Linked DNA regions of Mus musculus: regions 1, 3, 4, 5, 6 and 7 are each linked to region 2. Evidence: chromatin contacts called from public HiChIP or PLAC-seq, Micro-C and promoter capture Hi-C data. All regions are on one chromosome and are shown on one strand. Each heading gives the region's core, a stretch centred on a gene start, on an enhancer-like site or on the middle of the called end of the contact. The rest is flanking DNA. Distances are from core to core; before and after follow the strand shown.

Region 1 (2,700 bases), core at 127-2,626, 850 kb before region 2:
TGGCTTACTGTCTCCTGCTGCCTTAGACACGCTTAATGAACACTCTTTACCAAACCACTCACATTTGGCAGTGCCATGGAGGTCACACCACCATCTTTCTATCACTGTATTTTGGATCCCCTTGTCCAGTCTTGCAACATCCTGACCTTGCCCAGCACAGCTGTCAGATCTTCCAGCAATATGCTGCCTGGTATCACAGGAGGCCCTGCGCATGTGGCTGGGCCTGGAGCAGGAGCCATTGGTACCTACAGCCCCTCAGGCTGACAAGGGGACTGCTGGTTTCTGTATCAACATCTGCCTTCATTGTCCTTTCAAATGCAGGTCAGGAAAAGGCCTGTACTCCTACCCTCTGAGTTGGTGCCCCCACATAGTTTTAGACAATCTAGATGTTTCTCTCATGGACTATCTCCTTATCTTGGAGGTTCCGGGCCTTACAACTTGGAGAAGGGTATGTGTGACTAGACACCAGCCTCCAAACTGTAGTCCTTCTTGTTTCCTCATACCACCATTGTTTGAGGCTAGTTGCCCAGGGACCCAATAGGTACCCAAAGACCCAGGGTCTCCTGAGCCTGGCTCCCTGAACAGGTAGCCTCCTTCCTGGGGAGGCAACTTCTCCCTCCCTCTGCCAATCTGGCCAAGGCTTCCTCCTTAACATTCCCAAGGCCCCTCCTCTTGGTTCTCTTAAAGTCACACCACACCTTTTCCAAGCCTGGTTGTCTGGGAAGCAACCCAGTTGGGAGTCTTTTTCCCTGATGACTTTCACTGTAGTGCGGCAGAGAAGGCCCTTTCCTGTGAAAAGTCTGTCTTTTATTCAGAAAACCTTCAAGCCAGGGTGAAGTTCGAAAGTTGACAATAACCAAGACTTAGCCAGCAGGATGAGCCTTCGGCAAGGCTTTCCCATCTCATAGCAAAGATGTGCAGTATAGTTTTTCCTGTAATGTGGTCTCTCTCTCTCACCCTCCTCAGTGTCTATGTCCAGCTGTTGAGGAGGCACTATCACCAAGTCTTTGCATGTCTGAGGGGACAGAAGGTGACTGTGGGCCATGCCTGTGCCAGTTAAGAAGATAGAGTGAGCCCACTGGCCTCTCTTCCTGTGTGTGCATCAAAGTAGGGAAGTCCTTGCTATTTGGACACCATAACCATTGTTGATGTCCTTTGTCTATACGCTCTGCCAAAGGTCAGCCTGGGGACGTTTTCTGCATGTTAGTTGAAGATTTTCAATGTTTGAAATACCCAAATGAGGCAGAATATGGAGGAAACATTATCACCATGTTCAGAAGCTAAATTTCTGCAGCCAGTGTCTGTCTACACACACTTATACCACAGAAAGCAGATTGGGGAAGAGCAGGCTGTGTATGAGAGGCAGATCCTGCCCTTCCAGCGTGATAAACACTGTGTGGGATGGGAGACAGGGAAGGGATCTGGCAAAAACCAAGTTACCAGGGTGGTAAACAGGACACAGCTCTACCCAAAGCGTCCATGACAGGGAGTCTTCTAGAAGGGCTAGAAGAAAGGCACTGTGAAAGACTTCATAGGATGCAGAAACCAGTGTAGGACCCCCAGTAGACCCCCATGAGCAGCCTACAGAGTGGTGGGAAGGATGGCTGGATGCCAGAGGGACTACTGTGGAGAACACTGTGCTCAGAATAGCACTCCTGAGGACTCTTGGGAACCCTGGCCTCTCTGTGATAGCGATAGGGTGGGAATCCTGGGACAGCATTTGAGAAATGCTGTATTCCCAGAATGCTTTGGGGCAGACAAAGAGACCCTGAGCTGTGGAGAGGACCAGCTTGAGGCCAAATAAGACCTGATGGACCACTTCAGCAGAAGGGAGTTAGATGTGGAGCCATCAGCCTAGGGCTGAGGTGAGAGGACATGCCACACCTTTGAGGACATCCTTTATGCCCTCGTCCTGGCCAACAGTGGGACTTAGCTCTTTACCTCCAGCGTGCAGGTTCTGGGGATCGAACTCAGATTCTTAGGCTTAGCTGCAAACACCTCTACTTACTGAACCATCACAGCAGCCCTTAGTTTTTTGAGATAGGATGTGACTCCATTCTCCACAAGGCAAACGTTTGTCAGGTTTTTTGTTTTTTGTTTTGTCTGTCACTTGACAAAATAACTGCCTCGTTGCTTTCATCCATGGCCACTTGGCTCTGTTGCCCCGGAGTTCATGTGTGGTAAGGCAATTCAAACATCATAGTGAAAGGCATGATGGGGGAGCTTCTAACCTCACCCCAGACTAGAAGCAAAGGCAGAGAGGAAGTGTCTCAGTGCCTTTCAAAGGCATGCCCAGTCCCACTTCCCCCAACTAGGCCCCACCTCCTACTAATCCCCCATTTAAAAAATAGATTTGTTTTCAAACAGTTTAAGGTTCATGCAGTACTGAAGAGAAGCGCCCAGGAAGTCCATGTACTTCTTGCTCTCCTCCTGCCGACCTCCTCTGGTCTTGTCCCTTTTCTCAGATCATCTTTATGCCACTTGGTGTAGGATTCGAGGTGGTATTGAATTCTCAGACCCAAGGGGAGCTGATTTATTTACACAGTAGTTTCTCAGAGGCTGTCGTCTCTCTTCTCCTCTGAGTGAACCTTAGCCTTCTGTTTGGCTGGCAGGTCTCTTCCTGGAGGGTTGTCAGTACATCAGGTGCAAAGGCAAGGTCGTGGTAGATATTTATTTATTTATTTATTTATTTATTTTTTT
Region 2 (2,700 bases), core at 179-2,678:
TCTTCCCCCACCCCTGCTGTTTTTGGGGGCTGGATTTGAGACAAGAGTCTTGCTATGTAGCCCTGGCTGGTCTGGAACTCCCTGTATACCAGGCTGTCCGAGAATTCATAGATCTGCCTGTCTCATGTTGGGATTAAAGGTGTGCACCACAACATCTGGCTTAAGAAATATTGTCTAGATTGTGTACGTGTGTGTGTGTGTGTGTGTGTGTGTGTGTTAAAAGAGAAACAAGTACTCTTAACAGCTGTGCAGCCCCACAAATAAATTCTAAGTGTAACTGTCAAAGTCTATGTAAAAAAAGAAAGCACTGTGTCAGGTAATATGTGTGACTGATTACACGAGTCTAGCATAGGCAAAATGACAAAAATCATCAAAAGCACAGTGGCTGTCAGGAGTTGACAGGGTGGGAAATAAATGAATATTAAGGACAATAGATTTTTTTTTTTTTAGGGCTGTGAACTACTCTGTGTGTATTGTAAAGTCCAAAATATAATATTGCTCATTGTGCAAAACAATAAAACTTCACAGCATAAAGAATGAACTCAATGCATGAAAAGCTTAGGGTGGAACGGGGTGTGACTGAACTTCCGACATGTGAATATATGAAACGACTTCACTGAAGAGGGTGATGTGAAGATACAGGGGAAGGAGTGTGGTCTCTGAGGGTCAAGGTCAAGAGTGGATTGTGAATATGCTCTGTGCTCTTGCTGCTGTGCTCCACTGCGATCCTAATAGGCTTAAGCTGACAGTGCTAATTCATAGTGGGGCTTAGGCTGACAGTGCCGATCCAGGCTCACATTCACACACACCTCGTCTCTCTCTGGTTCACATCTATACCTCTTTCACACACAGATCACTCCTGTTCAAAATAAAAATCCTTAGCATGACTGTCAACCCCTTTCCGATTTACCACCTATGTAGTTCTAGCTACTATAAAGCAAAGAAGTTATGATGCCGTCATAAGACGTGTCCTGTTTCCAGCCACGGTCCCCTAAGCACCTACTGTCACCCATTATTCTGCATGCACCCTAAAAGGTCCTAATCCTCCCCAATCTACCCCAAATCTCTGTTGCTGCTCCACATCACGTCACCCCAGAGTCTACAAGGCGTTCCACAAAGCAGTTTCTGAACCGATGAGCATGCGGGCCCAGGCTCCGGAGCTCCGGCATCTCGGCTCTCCGTATGCAGCCGGGAAAGTGAGTCCCGCTGCACCGGTGCTGTGAGCGGAGGCCTCAGGAGCTCGCGGCTCACGGGTCTGACAGACGCCGCCGGAGCGTCAGGGCTCGGAGCCGACAGGCCGAGATCCAAGCAAGGAGAGCCACCCGCCGCTCACCACGCGCTGGGCTCCGGCCGCGAGGCCGCGCGCGGGAGCCGACGCCGGGACGAGTCTCAGCAACCTCAAGGCCATGACTTCGCCGTCTGCGCCGGCTCAAGGACCAGAGGGACATGAACGCGACGGGGTCCTAGCTCGTCCGCGGCGCGCTGCCATGACGTCACCACTGAGTGTTCGCGGCGCCTGTCGAAAAAAGAAAATATTCCGGAACTGGGACGGGGCGGGGCCAGAGGGAAGGGGCGGAGCTTAGGCTTGTCGACGCTCTAGTTGCTTGAGCTTAGATTGTTTGGGCGAGGAGCGCGCCTAGATCCTAGACAAGTTATAGTATGAAAGTGGCAAAGGGCTAGAAGTCCTGCCTGGGCCTTGAGGCTCCCAGCTTTGAGCTCGGGTTCTCGCAGATGCTTGAGTTGTGTGACAAAAGTGTGACCCCCCACTCCCAGGTGTTCTGTGGGGTGAATCCTCTCGCTCCCCAGAATCTGTGCTGTCTCCCTGCTCCACGCCCAAACGTAGACCCACTTTCTGTTTGAGTTCTGTAGGGAGGATCCGCTCCCCGCCCTTCTGGTCGCTGAGGAGAGAGTCCATTCCCCATCTGAGTTCTAGGGGCGTCACATTCTCCCTGCCTAGGTTTCTGAGAGAAGGACCTGTCATCAGCTTGAGCCCTGTGGGGGCAACCAATTCACGACCTAGCAGTTCTGAGCTTTTGTAGTGCTAAGAGCTGAGGTGGCCACAGACCTGGCACCACCATATATCTCCAGTGCAGATCACCCTGCCTCATTTCCACAGCTGCCGACTTTATAGTCACCTCCTGGAAAGCTCTTCAGCTCCAAGAGCCTCTGAGGTGGAAGAGTGCAGTGCGCAGAAGCCAGGAAAGTGCTGATAGGGAGAGGATCCCCAAGACAATGAGGAGTTCTGGGTTGGGTTTGGACCACTTTCCATGTAGTTAACACAAAACCTCCCCCGCATTTCTGGATTTCTAGAAAGTCCTGTATCCTTACAGTACATTGAATACGGGAAGGGGAAACCTCTCCTCATTTCTTTTGAATCCTGATCATTATCTCATTTCCCTACTCCCCTCCAGTGTAATTCAAAAATCACTCAACCCCAAAAGAGAAATTTCCCAAGCACGTATGTTTTACTGAAGAATTTTACTTTATACATAAATATATGATACTAAATATGTACAGTCTCCTCCAGAAAACAGAAGCGATAATGCTTACTATCGCATGTTATGCTGCCATAACTGTCAAAGACAGTACAAAAATGTAAGACCTCCATATATCAGTATCTCAGCAAATTGAATCCAGCAACACATGAAATGAGTGGTGCACCACAAGCAATGGGATGTCATCCTAAAATCAACTGATATA
Region 3 (2,700 bases), core at 166-2,665, 870 kb before region 2:
TTTATGTTCTACAGACATTTGTCCCTATGTCCAGCTTCTACTGGCATGGGCTCTCTGGAAAACGCTCAGCTGTTACCACATTCAGCACTGAATGAGGCTAAGAAAACACGTGGTGTCTGCTGGCCAGAGACAGAGTTGGAACTTGACACAGACCTCCCCAGCCTAGGACTCCATCTCCTTCATCTGGAGTGTTAGCATCTTCCTGTAGACCAAAGACACCTGGGAAAGCGTGACTGTAGCCCCCTGCACTCGGGCTTGGGACCTGAACCATGTGGGGCGAGGAATAACACAGAGGTCAGAGAGTGTTCTGCAGGAAGCTCTGTGCCTTGTGTCCTCTCCTCCCTTAGTGATTTCCCAGGATCCTCTTCTGGCTTTTGTGTCTCTTTTTACTTTTTCCCCAGCTCTGAAATACAGATGCTTCCCTGAACTCTTAGTCCCCAGACTGCTCCACAGGTGCTGTGGTTCTAAGCCTCAGCCTCCAGCTTGACGGAGCATCCTGATGGCCCAACGCTGCAGTTTTGTCTCCGCCTTCTCAGAGCTCCCCTCTTGCAGTCACACTATCCTTCCCCTCCCTGATGCCACCCCCTACCTTGGAACCTTGTTCTGGAGGGACTCTCTGGCCATCACCTGAGCATTGAACCCCAGGTCCTCTGCAGCTTCAGGGCTGTCCTCATGCCCCATGCCCTCTGCATTAGCACCTGGCACTCAGTGTGATTGGTTTCTTACCCTTTGTGTTGCCCCTGTGCTCTGCTCATGACCCTATAGGGCTTCTGCCGTCTTAAGATGGTATCTGATCTCTGCCACTGGTCTCTCCATTACTCTTGGGTTTTTCATATCTTTCCCGCTGGAGTTTACAGTCTGATTCAACACCCAGACTGTGTCCTTGGCTTGGAATGACTTTCCCTTTCCTTCACGGAGAAACTCCACTCCTTCATTCTGGCCCAGGAAGGGCATCAGTCTGCAAGGTATTTGCCCAATTCTCTCTGGGGTGCCACATTCCTGCTTGCCCTTCCCTCTGTTTCTCTGATGGCTGGGACCCTCCTCTTTGCCTCTCCCCCAGGGTCTCTGTGACAGTCTGTAACAACACTAGTGATAGGGCTTTAACAACACTAGTGATGTCCCTTCCTTTTGGTGCTCCGAAGGATGCTCAGGGCACTTGCTGGGTGTAGCAGAGCTGGGATCATCATCATTCAACAAGCATGTGTTGTGAGCCTCTGTCTCCAGCCAAGTGTGCAAGCCCAAAGCCTGCAGGCAAATGGCAGGAGGGTGGTGGGCTAACACACTGCTGGGGACTCTGCACCTTGGGCTTGAGTGAGTGAAGCTTGGCCAAGGGCCTGCAACCCCAGCTGCTCAGGGCAGGGCACACAGGCTGCTCTGCTGCTGCACTGAGGTGTCATGGACACCAGAGGGCTTGGCAAGAGTCAAGTCTCAGCCTGTTGGCAGCAACCACTGTTGAGAGGAGCACGCGGCTCTCTCTGTGTGAGCCCAGGTCTGTGGGGACAGGAGAGGGAGCTGCTGAGCAGCTCCCGGGGTGCCTGCTTTCTCTCATCAAAGGCTCAGCTGGGTAGCAAGGGCACAGGGACTAAGATGGAGGCTGGCTGGGTGAAGCCAGCATCAGTATTAGGCAACAGCCCCAGATCCCTTTGTTTCTATGCTCCTTCCAAAGTGGCAAAAGATCAAGGCCCCAAGCTTGAAATAACAAAAGGGAAATCGCTTGCAGACTGTGCATCTGGAGGCCAGAAGGACTGCGAGAGCTGTGCACAGAGGGATGGGGGAGGGGCAGGGTCTGGACCTGATTCATAAACTTTCCTGAGCTCCCATGGCCTGGCAGTATGGGCCGAGGTTGGCCCGGTATAGCTCCTTCCACTCGCAGTGGGGCACGGTTGCAACACCTTGCCCCTGGGCTTTGGGATCCTGTTGTTGGCTGGGTCTGTGTGCAGTGTCATTGTCAACCTCCCCAGGTCCCAAATGCTTGATTTGGGTCACATCCTGGGGCTGAGGTTAATGAAGATCTACTGCAGATCTCTGCAGCCTAGCTGGTGACATGTATAGACACCTGTCCATGATTACCAGGGGCCTGAGGAAAGCCAGTTTATAGAGCCCTGTGGGCTTGCCTTGCTGACAGACAATAGGGCTTCCTCCTGGGGCAAGGGTGTTATACACAGGGCACCACACCTGGGCCCTGAGTCAGAGTGTGGGCCTCATAAGGACTGACTTCAGTGAACTTAGCCCACCTGCTAGTTTGTCCTGGGGTTAGGACTTTCAGAGGACTTTACCCAGCATCAGGGCTGAAGCATTCTCTGCAGAAGTGGGGAGAGCTGGGGTTTCTTGTCTATACGCCATAGTTTGGATCACTCAGAAGTCAGCCAGCATGACTATGGAGGACATCCAGGTGGCAGCTGACACTCACACATTGCTGTCACTGACAAGAGACTTGGCTTCCAGGCCTGGCACACCTGGTTCCATCCCATGCTTGGCCCAGGTGGGTTTTCTGTCCTTGTCAGAAACAGCTGGGGTTGGGAGCTGATGAATGGGTTGTCTGAGGTCACACAGCTGGCCAATAAGAGCTTCGAATCTAAGCCTCCTGACAACCAACTGTGGCACTTTCCAGAATCCTTGTCTCCTGAGACCTCAAGCAGTCCAAGCCCTTTCTCAGAAAGCCATCTTTCTAAAATGCTGTTTGGGTCCCATCACTTTGCA
Region 4 (2,700 bases), core at 187-2,686, 760 kb after region 2:
AGGCTGATCTTCTCTAGCCAACTGTACAGCAAAACATTTCACATCTCCAGCCTTGGCTTACCCCTCTGCCAATCAGGATCACTACACAAAGCTGGAGGGGTGGGACAGAGGAAGGCAAGCCATGTACCAGGTGTGGGGTAGACGTGGTCAGTGCAAACAAAAATGGTCTCCTTAAATTTGGTGCCTGGTCCCCGACGCTGAGGGTTGGGCGTATCACAGTGGTGAGTCTGCTAAGAACAGGATCTGTGTAAGCTAGGTACCCCTGACTGACACACGGAGAACTCTCTGCTATACTTGAAAAATAATATGCAATGTCCCTTGTGGAACTGAGACACAGCACATGCTTGTTAGAGAGATTTTGGGAAATCCAGAAAAATGCAAAGCCAGCACAAACCAGAATCTCCGGGGCAGCTGCTGCTACTTCTGTAGCTTTTCTTTTTCTTCCTTGCTTCTCTTTGAGAGGCAGCATCTTGTCTTTGGGGATCCCAGACTTGGCTTATAGTCACATTATCCAACAGTAGGATCTGGGTGCAGACAAGGTGGTGAGAACTGAGGCCCCCAAGAGGCGCCAAGGGGACACAGAAAAAGACCAGGTTGCACCCCTGAGGCAGGACAGCCACTTACAAAGCAATTCTTAAGAAGATCGAGAAAGGTTAAGGAGCCACAGCAACTAACTTGCCCCCAGGGCCTGGGTGACCAGCCTACCCCGCAGGTTTCCCTAACATTGTCCAGCTGTGCTGCATGACTGATCCCATAGGGGAAAGTCCTTACACGAGAGAAAGCTAAGTAAGTCTTCGAGTCTCCCAGACCCAAGGTTCATCCTCAGTGAAACCAGAAAAGGAATAGACCCTAGGACAGGTTTCAGCTGGTTCTGAAAGTTGATGTCCTAACTTAGGGCTGGGGTGTGGCCACGCAAGGTTTGTGTAAGTGTTGTAGGGAGAAGTGGCCCAGACTGGCATTCTGTCAGGAAAAGCCAGATGCTCTGGCCTGACAGGGACCCCAGAGGACACACAGGAAGCCTGTTCAAAATCAGGCCTTAGGGCAACAAGTCAGCTTCAGAACTGCTGGGTTTGCCCACGCTCCTCCTGTGGGCAGGCCTTAAGCTGGTGACAGGAGACTGTAAGTCCTCACCTCAACATAGCCCAAATGCAAGAGAGCAAAAGGGCCTCGGTTTGGAGGTGGAGCCAACCCAGTACTAGTTCGGCTTTAATGAGCCTCGACACAGAAGGGCCTGGGAGCTACGCTCCGCTCCCGCACCCTCCCACTCCGCGGACCAGCAAGTTAAAAATGCCACTATTTGCATGACCCCGCCTCTCCCCGCCCCTCCCGAGTGGCCGGCTGGGCAGGCTATTTAAACCCCGGTCCCCGCGTTAGGCAGGCGGTCCGCAGTCGTGCCTCACGCCTTCCTAAGCTGCGCGGGTCTCCGGAGTGCGACGCGAGCTAGCGGAAGGGAACTGTGCGGCCAGTCGGTCGTGCGGTGACTGCAGCCACCTGCCCGAGCCCCGTGGCCCGCCCTCAGATCCCGGCGATGCGCCTCGGCGCCGCCTGGGCGCTGCTGCTGGCCGCAGCCCTGGGGCTCGGGACGCGCGGGGTGCGCGCTGCCGTGGCCCTCGCCGACTTCTACCCGTTCGGCACGAAGCGCGGCGACACCGTCACCCCGAAGCAGGACGACGGCGGCTCAGGGCTGCAACCACTCTCGGTGCCCTTTCCGTTCTTCGGCGCCGAGCACTCCGGACTCTACGTGAGTAACCCCGAGCTCGAGGGGGCTCCGGGGAGGGCGCCGCTGCCCTCCACCCCAACTCTTGCCGCTGCCGCCGCCAGCAACTTGGCACCGCGGCAGCCAGAGGTGGAATGAGGACAGCGCTTCCTCTCTCCCGCGGCCAAGGCCGGACAGCGACTGGCGGGAGAGGCGTGGGCAGGGCGGGGCGAGCAACCGCCAGGGCACCTAGGCGACAGCCAGGCCAGCGGAACGCGGCGCGCCCCTGCTGCTCAAGGCCCGACCTGTTTGGGACGTTGGCAGAGTTCGACAGGCTTCCGCAGAGCTGCGGGTCCCCCAGTGCCTAGTGGGGAGCCTTCGATCCTGTTCCTTCACAGTGAGCTATGTGGTAGTAGGCACATGGCCTCTGGCCACAGTTACCCTAGTGGGGTATCTGGCTTGTGATGGTCTCAGCCCTCTCTAAGCCATTTCAACCTCACCCACAGTTAACACCCAAGGCCCACAGCCAGAAGGAATTCGGGCATGATTTGCTTAGTTGCAGGAGACCTGCGCTGGGCAGGGCTGGCAGCTAGGGGCAGTGTAGAGGGGCTTACCCCTTCCCCTCCCCATCTTAGTCCCCTGGAGGTTGGCCACCAAGATCAGACCCTCTAAACAGGGCTCCCAAGGGTAATTCCTCACTCCAGCCCCAGACACGAATGCTGGAGAGGTCTCAGTGGATTGCAGAACCTGAGTGCCAGCCTCCATGTTCTCAGGGTCTGACCCTGCGCCAGTCACCTGTGCACAAAGGGATGATCTGTAGTGAAATGAGCCTCCTGAATTACTCAAATCCACTTAGAAACGCCAGAGCCAACGTAGTCTATAGTTAAAGCACCATCTTCTCACACACCCTCTGCCGAATCCAACACCAATCACCATTAGCTCTACCAATGATTTTGCCATTAGTGCCACCACATCCACTATCACCGCCTCCACTGGCACACTCA
Region 5 (2,700 bases), core at 128-2,627, 910 kb before region 2:
ACAAATAAGGATGGGGACTATTTTGAAAAGCAGAGTGATTGGATGCTGTTGGTTTTCTTAATGAAACTGAATGAGCCTTTTCTAAATTAGCTTCGAACAACCTAATGAGACCCAGCAGTTTCCCAGCTGCTCACTGTCTTGCCAATGGGAACCTTGAGATGTGTTTCAAGTGTGAAAAACAGGAAGGTTAGCAAAAGACTCCCCTAAAGCCTGGGTTATTGTACTGACTGTTTTTAAAAATGCCTTAGTTTATGTGTGTGAGTGTATGTGTGTGGACACCATACATGTGCCCAGAGTTCCATGGAGGTCAGAAGAGGGCATTGGATGGCCTGAAACTAGTGTTACAAGTGGTGGTAAGCCATTTTGTGGGTTCTGGGAACCAAACCTGAGTCTTCTGCAAGAGTGGTAAGTGCTGTTGACTGTTGAGCCATCTGGTCAACCCTCTTTGGTTATTTTTTATTCGTTCCACCATTTTCTTCCTGGGAGGTTTTTATTTCCCTTTAATTTCCCCCCTTTCTCAAAAGAAGTGTGTGTGTTGAGTATACCTGTTAGTGTCACATGTATACAAGTGTGCATGTATATGTGGAGTCCAGAGGTCAACATCGGGTGTATTCCCCCCCCTCCTTCCCTCTCCCTTTATTTTATTTTTTGGATTGTGTATTTATTTTATGTACATGTGTATTTTTGTCTGCATGTATGTGTTTTACCACACACATGTCTGGTACCCAAGGAGGCTAGAAGAGTGTATAGGCTCTCCTGAGACTTGAATTACTGATGGTTGTGAGCTACCGTATTGGCTCTAGGAATTGAACCCATGTCCTCTGGGAGCAGCCAGGGCTCCTAACTTGTGAGCCATCTCCACAACTCTTCTCCCACTAATTTTTTGAGACTGAACTTGAAGCTCATCAGATCAGCTATATGATTGTCCAAAGGATGTCAGTGACCCTCCTGTCTCTATCTTCCCCGTGCTAGTGTTACCGGGGCATATTATCACCACTGGCTGTTAGTGGGTACGTGGGATCTGAACTCAGGTCTTTATGCTTTTGTGGATGGCACTTTACTTCCTCCAATAACAGACTGTGACCTGGAATTGTTACCCAAATAACCGAGTTTGTCCTGTTGCTTCTGGTCAGAGGTGTGTGTGTGTCCCCACACTCCACCCCTGTAGCAACAGAAATGAAACTAGGACAATAAGCTTGTGTTCTGAAGAGACACCACGACCACGGCAACTCTTACAAAGAAAAAAACAATTTAATTGGGGCTGGTTTACATTTCAGAGGTTTAGTTCATTATCCTAACGGCAGGAAGCACTGCAGTGTGCAGGCAGATATGGTGTTGGAGAAGATTAGAGTTCTACATCTTGAACCCCAGGCAGCAGAAGCCACAGTCTACCACACTGGGTGTAGCTTGAACATATATGACCTCAAAGCCCACATCCCATGGTGACACACTTCCTCCAGCAAGGCCACACCTCCTAATAGCGCCACTCCCCATGAGCAACAATAGCCCCACTATGGGCCAAGCATTCAAGCACATGTGTCTGTGGGACCCTGCCCATTCAAACCACCACAGCCCCCTTGTTTTGGTCCATCTTGGACAACTTCCTTTGAGTGCCTGTTCAGTCTCTTCCCCACTCTTTTGTCTCCCCAGAACTCAGATGAACTGAAAGGTGGCGTCCTGGTTCCGAGCTCACAGGTCTGAGCTCTGCTTGTTTTCCTGCCTTTCTGTTTCCCTCTCTTGTTCACAGTGGTTTATGTGTGTGTTCTCTTCCCCCATTCACGTTCTTTCCTCTGCTCTCTGTTCTTGGCGGAGCCTTTCTAGTCAGTTTGCCTCTTTAATTTGGTGTGGCATTTCTCAGTTGCAATGTTTCCATTTGTTTCTTTTTCTCTTGTTCTAAATCTTTGCCGAGACTTCCTACTCATAAGTGCCCAGAGTCTTTCTAGTTCCTTGCTGAAGCACCTTGATGAGGGCTGCCCTAGGACTATATTGACCCACTTCTAACTCAAGCCAAGATGCCTCTGTTTCTTGCTGTGATGGTGCTTTTTCAACTGTCTTTAGGTATCCTGATCTTGTTCTAGTTTAGCAGGCTCCTTCTGCTGCCTCACCACCTGAAAGGGGAATGTTGGATAAAGAAACATGCCTCATCACCCTGCCTGTAGGGCTGGCAAGACTTCTTCTCTGTTGTTACCCTGGCTCTACACTTGTTGGGCTACTTTTCTTTTTCTTGCTTAGAGGGAGCCCTGTGCCCAGTGATGCCCTCTCAGCGATACTCAGAGGACCATGGATTTCAAGTGTTGTCTGTTAATCTCCATAATAGCATTCACTGAATGTGGATTGTGGTCTATATGCAGGTGAGGGCAGGCACAAGATAAGGCCTGTGAGTGAGTATTGGATAAAAAAGGCGGGCTGAGAGTTTTAGAGATGGGAGAGATAGGGAGACATGAGGAAGAAGGAAGATGGAGGAAGAGAAAGATGATCCAGATTCCACGTGGCTTTAAATAGCTGCCAGTAGCTATGAATATTTTATAAGGGATAGATAATTACAGGACAATGTGTTCAATCTAGATGGGCAGTTTATATCAATATCCATTGGCTCTGAGTTCATTGTGTAGGAGTTTTGTGGAGTGAGAATTTACTGATAAGAAATCTGACTGATGAATTACAAGCCTCTAGAATTTTGATTTGACCGGGTTGCGAGGA
Region 6 (2,821 bases), core at 157-2,656, 980 kb before region 2:
GCTTCGTTGGTGACCAGAATGTTGTCCACTGAAGAATGTCTTTCTTCAGTATGGGGGTGGGTAGGCTGAACCAAAGGCAGGGGTGAGACTCTGGAAGATAGAACTATACTCTTCAAAGTTACCTCCCCTAGGTCAGTCCCCAGAGGGTTGGTTGACAATACTTGCTGTCCTGGATCTTCTAAAAAACTTTGATACCCAGATAGACTGAAGATCTTCTGGTTGGTTAGCCCTCCTAAAGGCAGCCAAAACTGTACTCTGGCCTTCGTGTGTGTGTGTGTGTGTGTGTGTGTGTGTGTGTGTGTGTGTGTGTGTTCTTGGATCCACTTACTGTTCTGCCCTCCTCCACAAGCTGTGAGAGGATAAAGCATCATCTTCGCTTTGTTGTATGGCATAGGCTCCAGGTCCTCAGTAGAATTCCCAAGGTCAGAGGTATCTTCCAAGTAAAACCCTGAGTTCCTACCACCTGGTCCAGCATCACAAACAAGCCAGTTGCTGGCTCCAGCTTTCATTCCACACCTACATCACGATTCTGCTCAGAGTGAACTTTCTAGGGTAGGAGCTAGGTGGGTATGTTCTTAGGGGCGGTGTTTAGAGACAGGACTTCTGCTCTCTGAATTCTGCTCTCTGAACTCCCCCAGAGACCAACTCCAGCTGGGGCTCAGAGTGAGAGGGCTCTTAAAGAAGATTCTGGCTCTCGGGGTGTAGCCATGGTAGAGAGATCAGGGGCAATGTTCTAGTTGGGGTTCTGCCAGTTTGGGCAGAGGAGCTCCAGACCTCAGGCACAGCAGCAACACCTGATCCAGTAGAAGCATCTCCTGCATAGCCTCGGGTGGTGGTGAGGGTGAGGTGGGAAGTAAGTGTGTGTGTGTGTGTGTGTGTGTGTGTGTGTGTAGCAGAAAGCTGCAGCATCCTAGCCTAAGGGCCTAGCTCCTTCACAGTTTTGTGCCCGCTCTGGTGAACCAAGAGCACAGAAAATGTGGAAGGACACAACCCTTCCCCTTGGCACCATCTTAAAGATTACCTAAGGCAGGGGATGCTGGGCAGGGAACAGGAATGAAGGGATGAAAGGAGTCAAGTCCTTTTCCAAGTTTATGTGAAGTGTTATTTTCCTGGTGGGTGTTACTGTAAATGCTCTCCTTAGAAATATCAAATGGTCGCTCTTTTCTCACTCAGAATGCCAGGTCTCTGGGCAGTGCTGTGCAGCGCCCTATGGTGCGCCGGGTTGGCGGAGCAGGCTCAGGTTCAAGCAGCCACAGAGGCGGAGCGCGTGTGTCCTCCAGAGCAGCTAGAGAGGCCGGAGGGGATGGGCGGGGCCGGGCGCGCGTCCGTTGCCAAGGCCGCGCGGCCCTAGAGACCGGGTGCTGGTGGCACGCGCAAGCGCGGTGGCGAGCTGCGGTGCACTGTGGGATGGGAGACCGGCGCGCCGGGACGGCGGGCATCTCGGGGCACCGGGCAGAGGCGCGGCGCGCGAGGAGGGGCGCGAGCGGTCGCGGGCGGCAGCGCCATGAACGCCGCAGTGGTGCGGCGGACGCAGGAGGCTCTGGGCAAGGTGATCCGGAGGCCGCCGCTCACCGAGAAGCTGCTCAACAAGCCACCGTTCCGCTACCTGCACGACATCATCACCGAGGTAGGCGCGGGCTGGTGCGCGTCAGGTTGAGGTGGGGTGAGGGTAGGGGTAGAGTGCGGAACGGGTTAAGGGTCCGGGTAGTGGCGGGACGGGTTGAGGGTTGGGGTAACGGTGTTGAAGGTTATGGTTAAGTGCGGGACCGAGCGAGTGTCGGAGTGAGGGTCCGGGTAGGGTGAGAGTCGAGGTAGGATGCGCGTCTGAGTAGGATTCGTTTCGGGGTGAGAGTCAGAATTAGGGCCGGATCAAGGCGAGTGACCAGGTAGCGTGAGGATCGCGTTGAGGGACCGGGTAGTGTGAGGGGCGTTGTAGGATGCCAATCAGGGTTTGGGTCGAAATGAGGATTAGTCTCAGATGAAGGTGAGGATCAGGGTCAATGGTAAGGTCTGTGTGGCTCCGAGTGCTGATTGGATTGAGAGTGCGTTGAGGGGTGGAGGTGCAGGTCCAGGTCCAGGTGAGGGTCAGGGTTAGGTTCCAGTTGGAGTCAGGGTAGAGTAGCGGGTGCTGGTCTAGTGGTTTGGGTGGAGATAGAAGGCCCGGGTCAGAGTCTAGGTCTGTGGGTTAGGGTGCTGGAGCCAGAAGGTGAGGCTGAGAGGAGGTAGAGGCCCGGGCTGACATCGGTTTATTGAGTGTGAGCCTCGGGACAGGGTCTAGGCTCAGGGTCAAGTTGCTGTTAGGAGCTGGAGGTATGTTGGGGCTCTGGAATTGGGCTGTGCTTATACTTGAGGCCTGGGTAGGGTGCAGGTCCTTGTCTGGGACCTTCTGAGCATTCAGTGGTGCCTTCCATGTTAGGTTCCCAGGCCCACTAGGTCTTGGGACCTGCCTTACTTTACTTCTCCCAACCTGCAGCACTTACCATTATGTCTCTTTAGAGCTTGTCTTCTATTTGTTAGTGAGTCTCCAGGAAGCTGCATTGGATGAGGTACATAACATTGTACAACAGTTACAATTGTGTGGAGTCTGTCTGGGCTCTTGGTAACCCCAAGAGTGTCACTGCAGGGGGTACACAGAATGGGCATGGTACTCCAGAAGGTGCTGTGGAACTTGGGGTATGGTTGGGACTTAGAAGTCCAGAGCTCAAGGTCTCTCCCAGTGTTGACCCTCAGACTTTCTCGTCTCAGTAGGTTGAGCACTGTAGTCTACCCTTCTCGTTACTCATTTGGCCCTCCTACCTTAGCTTGTAATAGGTACTGTCTC
Region 7 (2,774 bases), core at 131-2,630, 960 kb before region 2:
GAACAAACCCAGTAGAGCTTGAGTAGGGTAAAATTGTGTGAAATGTCTGAGCTCAGAGGTGCAGCTCAGAGGTAGGGTGCTGGGCTCCCCAAATCAATAAATTGATAAAGGCAGACAGACAGACAGAACAGACAGTGTGGTGGCTTCCCATGGACAGACAGTAGTGTTTGTACTTCCCAGGAGGCCGCTGGCCTTTGTAGAGCAGAAATGCTGGCACTTACAGGGCCAGTGCGACCGACAGCGTGGACTTGGCATAGCTCATGTTCCAGCACAGCCTGCAGGGGTCCTCGTGCAGCGGCTGCGCGTAGCTGCCGAGCCTGCTTCTCTTAGGTCTGAGAGTTTCACGTCCATTCTTCAGCTGTGCTTTATAAAACATTTACGGCACCTTCTTACTTCATTAGGCTGTTAGGCCAGTATTTTTATAAATTGAAGGAAAGTTTCCTGGTAAAGGCACACACCACTAGGTTATGTAGCCCTTCCCAACTGGAGTGGCCATTTAACCCTGGCAGGCTGTGGTGGGGATTTAACCCTGGCAGGCTGTGGTGGGATTTAACCCTGGCAGGCTGTGGTGGGATTTAACCCTGGCAGGCTGTGGTGGGGATTTAACCCTGGCAGGCTGTGGTGGGACTGCTTCTTTGAATGGTGGGTTTCGGGAAGCAGGCTGTTTAGTTCCCTGGGCCCTTGAGTGACGAGTCACTTTCAGAGTTGAGCCCACTGCCATATGTAGCCTGCCCTGTGAATACCTCTTTTTCCCCTTTGCTTTTAATATTGGAAGTATTTTATTTTCCACCTATTATGAACTTTTTTCCATTTTTGACACTTGAGCATTAGTAATCAGCAGAAAATGTTTAAGACTCTTTAATGTGTCAAGACATGTGTACCACGTCAAAAGTATTTTCCTTTTTCTCTTTCCCTCCTGATGTGCCAGGTGGGTGAAGCTTAGCTTTCAGGCCTGGCTGGTGGGAGCTGGTATAACTGGTTCTGGGGATGTGGGGCCAGACTGTTTGGCTGGGGAGTTACCAGTCTCAGCTGGCCTGAGGTCCTGGCCAGGTTCTTGGAGCTCTCCTCCTGCAGCAATCCCAGAGCCACACATTCTTAGAAGCTACCCTTGTCGTCATCCTTGGCGTGTAGCAGTGTGGGAGAACTCAGACGTGTAAGTGCTAGGCAGCCCTTTAGTCGCAAGCCCTTCAGGGCGCAGTCTCGTGCCCAGCTTTGAACTCTTTATGTCAGGATCAGAGAAGCCAATACTAACTGAACGAGTATTTCAGATGATAACTCAGCTAGTCTGTGGCGGGAGAGCGCTGAGCCAGAGCCAGCAGTAAAGCAGAAAGGTAAGAATGACCCCTTCACACCTCTTGGTGGGAGGAGACTGAGCAGCCTAGAGGAAGCCAGCTGCCAGGCACCAATGTCCTCTCAGGGTGCAGCCAGGGCTGAGCTTACGCTTGATGTGGCAAGGGACTCACTCCTGTCTTTCCCATAAAGACCATTCCTTGGTAGCACAGGCAAGACACTCTTGGGCCCTAATGTGAAGTGGTGGCATTTGTGACCTTAGGGGTGTCACAGATGATCTCTAAAACAGGTTCTAAGGCCACTGCTCAGAGCCCTGCAGGGCACTCCTGCTCAGAGGACTTTAGACAGCCAAAAATGTGGCTGCCGCGTGATGGTCTGTGGTGGCTCCAGTCTGGATGGACGTTTTCTTCAGCTACTTTTACCTTACAAAGGACTATGGTCGAACACCCTCAGGTGATCCCAGAGCCTGGGAGCCTCCCGCAGGCTGGCCTTGTGCTACTGAGTGCAGCCAGGTGAAGGATGATGTTTGTCAACTAGTTTAAATACAGAGTGTTTGCGAGTTACTATGTCAGGACCAAGGCCATGAATGCATGGGAAAGAAGGGTGGCGGGGGCTGCCTGCTCTGGAGGTGGTACAGGAGCTGAGGTGAAGCTGCAGACACAGAGAGAAATCATTAGACAGGAGATGCTGGAGGAGAGGGGTAGGGGACTGAGGGTGACCTGGGAAACAGGAGAGCCTACCATCCTTCCTCACAGGAAGGTGTCCCCAATGAAGCTCACGGCCAGGAAGAGTTGCGTTGGCTGGCATGTTGTAGTAGAAGCATGAGAAGCAAACTGTGGGCAGGGGAGAGTAGAGGGCCCAGCCAGGTCCTTGGAGACTTCATGCAGTCATAGTCAGGAGGTCTCAGTGCTTTGGTGCAGAGCACTGGGAAAGGTGACGTTTATGGTAATGGTGACATAGATCAGGTTAGATTTCAAAAGCTCTGTGTTCACTAAGGCTTGAAGATCAGAGCAGAGGTGAGCAGAGCCTAGCCCAGCCTGCAGGAAACAGCAGGTCTATGGGCAGGCAAGGACCTAAGGATGCTCTTGTGCCCTCTTCCTAGATTGAGTGGAATCCCTCATGCCGTTGCCTAGAGCACTGTTCTGGATTCCTACTGCTGTCTCTGGTCCCCTGCAGTTTCATACTGACTTAGTGTCTAGTCCCTGACCAATTACCCTGCTCTGTGTTGAAACATTGGGGTTTCCTGGGGCCTGCAGAGAAAAGATCCTAGCTCATTTTTTCTTTTGTTTGGCCTCAAGAACTCCTGCCTCCCGCAGATTACTCTGTCTAGGAGCTCTGCTGCAGTGCTCATGAGAAGATGTCCTGTGTACTCATGTGGCACATGCAGGGCTGCTCTCCTATGGAGACATGTGAACGTGTGCTGCTCTCTCCAGCAAGGTGCTCCTCCCCTCAGCATGCTGCCCTTTTGTAAACATGTTCTGGAT

The links. Promoter capture Hi-C pulls out the DNA fragments that hold promoters and counts their contacts. A called contact is a pair of places that touch in the nucleus more often than the background predicts. HiChIP or PLAC-seq counts read pairs in DNA pulled down with a chosen protein or histone mark.
Region 1: a promoter capture Hi-C map of hippocampal neurons shows a contact between it and region 2, with 4 times the contacts expected there. The contact joins the enhancer-like site here to the promoter of Ndufa10 in region 2. A contact is called at or near these places in 3 of 39 promoter capture datasets (embryonic stem cells, hippocampal neurons and liver), 9 of 115 datasets of contacts at active chromatin or transcription factors (the NIH/3T3 cell line, double positive thymocytes, embryonic forebrain and 5 more) and 1 of 9 other capture datasets (pancreatic islet).
Region 3: an H3K27ac HiChIP or PLAC-seq map of double positive thymocytes shows a contact between it and region 2, with 3 times the contacts expected there. The contact joins the enhancer-like site here to the promoter of Ndufa10 in region 2. A contact is called at or near these places in 4 of 39 promoter capture datasets (cranial neural crest, embryonic stem cells, frontonasal cranial neural crest and 1 more), 12 of 115 datasets of contacts at active chromatin or transcription factors (the NIH/3T3 cell line, T-cell acute lymphoblastic leukemia, differentiating embryonic stem cells and 7 more) and 1 of 9 other capture datasets (embryonic stem cells).
Region 4: a Micro-C map of embryonic stem cells shows a contact between it and region 2, with 4 times the contacts expected there. The contact joins the promoter of Sned1 here to the promoter of Ndufa10 in region 2. A contact is called at or near these places in 2 of 39 promoter capture datasets (both in liver) and 1 of 484 Hi-C or Micro-C datasets (embryonic stem cells).
Region 5: a promoter capture Hi-C map of the HPC-7 cell line shows a contact between it and region 2, with 7 times the contacts expected there. The contact joins the enhancer-like site here to the promoter of Ndufa10 in region 2. A contact is called at or near these places in 12 of 39 promoter capture datasets (the 3T3-L1 cell line, 3T3-L1-derived adipocytes, the C10 cell line and 9 more), 3 of 484 Hi-C or Micro-C datasets (the HPC-7 cell line, embryonic fibroblasts and ventricular fibroblasts) and 13 of 115 datasets of contacts at active chromatin or transcription factors (the NIH/3T3 cell line, bone marrow-derived macrophages, embryonic basal ganglia and 8 more).
Region 6: a promoter capture Hi-C map of liver shows a contact between it and region 2, with 4 times the contacts expected there. The contact joins the promoter of Traf3ip1 here to the promoter of Ndufa10 in region 2. A contact is called at or near these places in 13 of 39 promoter capture datasets (the 3T3-L1 cell line, the C10 cell line, cranial neural crest and 8 more), 1 of 484 Hi-C or Micro-C datasets (embryonic stem cells), 14 of 115 datasets of contacts at active chromatin or transcription factors (Th17 cells, astrocytes, double positive thymocytes and 10 more) and 3 of 9 other capture datasets (adipose tissue, liver and pancreatic islet).
Region 7: an H3K4me3 HiChIP or PLAC-seq map of embryonic forebrain shows a contact between it and region 2, with 10 times the contacts expected there. The contact joins the enhancer-like site here to the promoter of Ndufa10 in region 2. A contact is called at or near these places in 8 of 39 promoter capture datasets (HPC-7-derived erythroid cells, the SN4741 cell line, cranial neural crest and 5 more), 1 of 484 Hi-C or Micro-C datasets (cortical neurons), 12 of 115 datasets of contacts at active chromatin or transcription factors (the NIH/3T3 cell line, astrocytes, cardiomyocytes and 9 more) and 2 of 9 other capture datasets (adipose tissue and pancreatic islet).

Annotation. Positions count from the first base shown.
Region 1 is chr1:91,619,080-91,621,779 of GRCm38.p6, forward strand. All of the region lies in intron 2 of Gm28380 (a long non-coding RNA gene), which reads left to right. Among named protein-coding and RNA genes, the nearest start is that of Gm28380, 9.2 kb to the left of the region's middle. Within about 2 kb of position 1,377, at least 8 of the 459 cell types and tissues checked have an H3K27ac peak or open chromatin away from gene starts, as enhancers often do. A contact at or near this core is called in hippocampal neurons and thymic regulatory T cells, where this site is marked.
Region 2 is chr1:92,472,330-92,475,029 of GRCm38.p6, forward strand. Ndufa10 (NADH:ubiquinone oxidoreductase subunit A10) reads right to left here and starts at 1,429. Exons shown (of 10, transcript NM_024197.1): 1 at 1,334-1,429. The coding sequence starts at 1,408.
Region 3 is chr1:91,599,411-91,602,110 of GRCm38.p6, forward strand. No RefSeq gene overlaps it. Among named protein-coding and RNA genes, the nearest start is that of Gm28380, 10 kb to the right of the region's middle. Within about 2 kb of position 1,416, at least 47 of the 459 cell types and tissues checked have an H3K27ac peak or open chromatin away from gene starts, as enhancers often do. A contact at or near this core is called in T-cell acute lymphoblastic leukemia, differentiating embryonic stem cells and double positive thymocytes, where this site is marked.
Region 4 is chr1:93,234,461-93,237,160 of GRCm38.p6, forward strand. Sned1 (sushi, nidogen and EGF-like domains 1) reads left to right here and starts at 1,437. Exons shown (of 31, transcript NM_172463.4): 1 at 1,437-1,741. The coding sequence starts at 1,529.
Region 5 is chr1:91,566,039-91,568,738 of GRCm38.p6, forward strand. No RefSeq gene overlaps it. Among named protein-coding and RNA genes, the nearest start is that of Asb1, 27 kb to the left of the region's middle. Within about 2 kb of position 1,378, at least 5 of the 459 cell types and tissues checked have an H3K27ac peak or open chromatin away from gene starts, as enhancers often do. A contact at or near this core is called in the HPC-7 cell line, where this site is marked.
Region 6 is chr1:91,493,262-91,496,082 of GRCm38.p6, forward strand. Traf3ip1 (TRAF3 interacting protein 1) reads left to right here and starts at 1,407. Exons shown (of 15, transcript NM_028718.2): 1 at 1,407-1,627. The coding sequence starts at 1,505.
Region 7 is chr1:91,514,846-91,517,619 of GRCm38.p6, forward strand. All of the region lies in intron 7 of Traf3ip1 (TRAF3 interacting protein 1), which reads left to right. Among named protein-coding and RNA genes, the nearest start is that of Traf3ip1, 22 kb to the left of the region's middle. Within about 2 kb of position 1,381, at least 13 of the 459 cell types and tissues checked have an H3K27ac peak or open chromatin away from gene starts, as enhancers often do.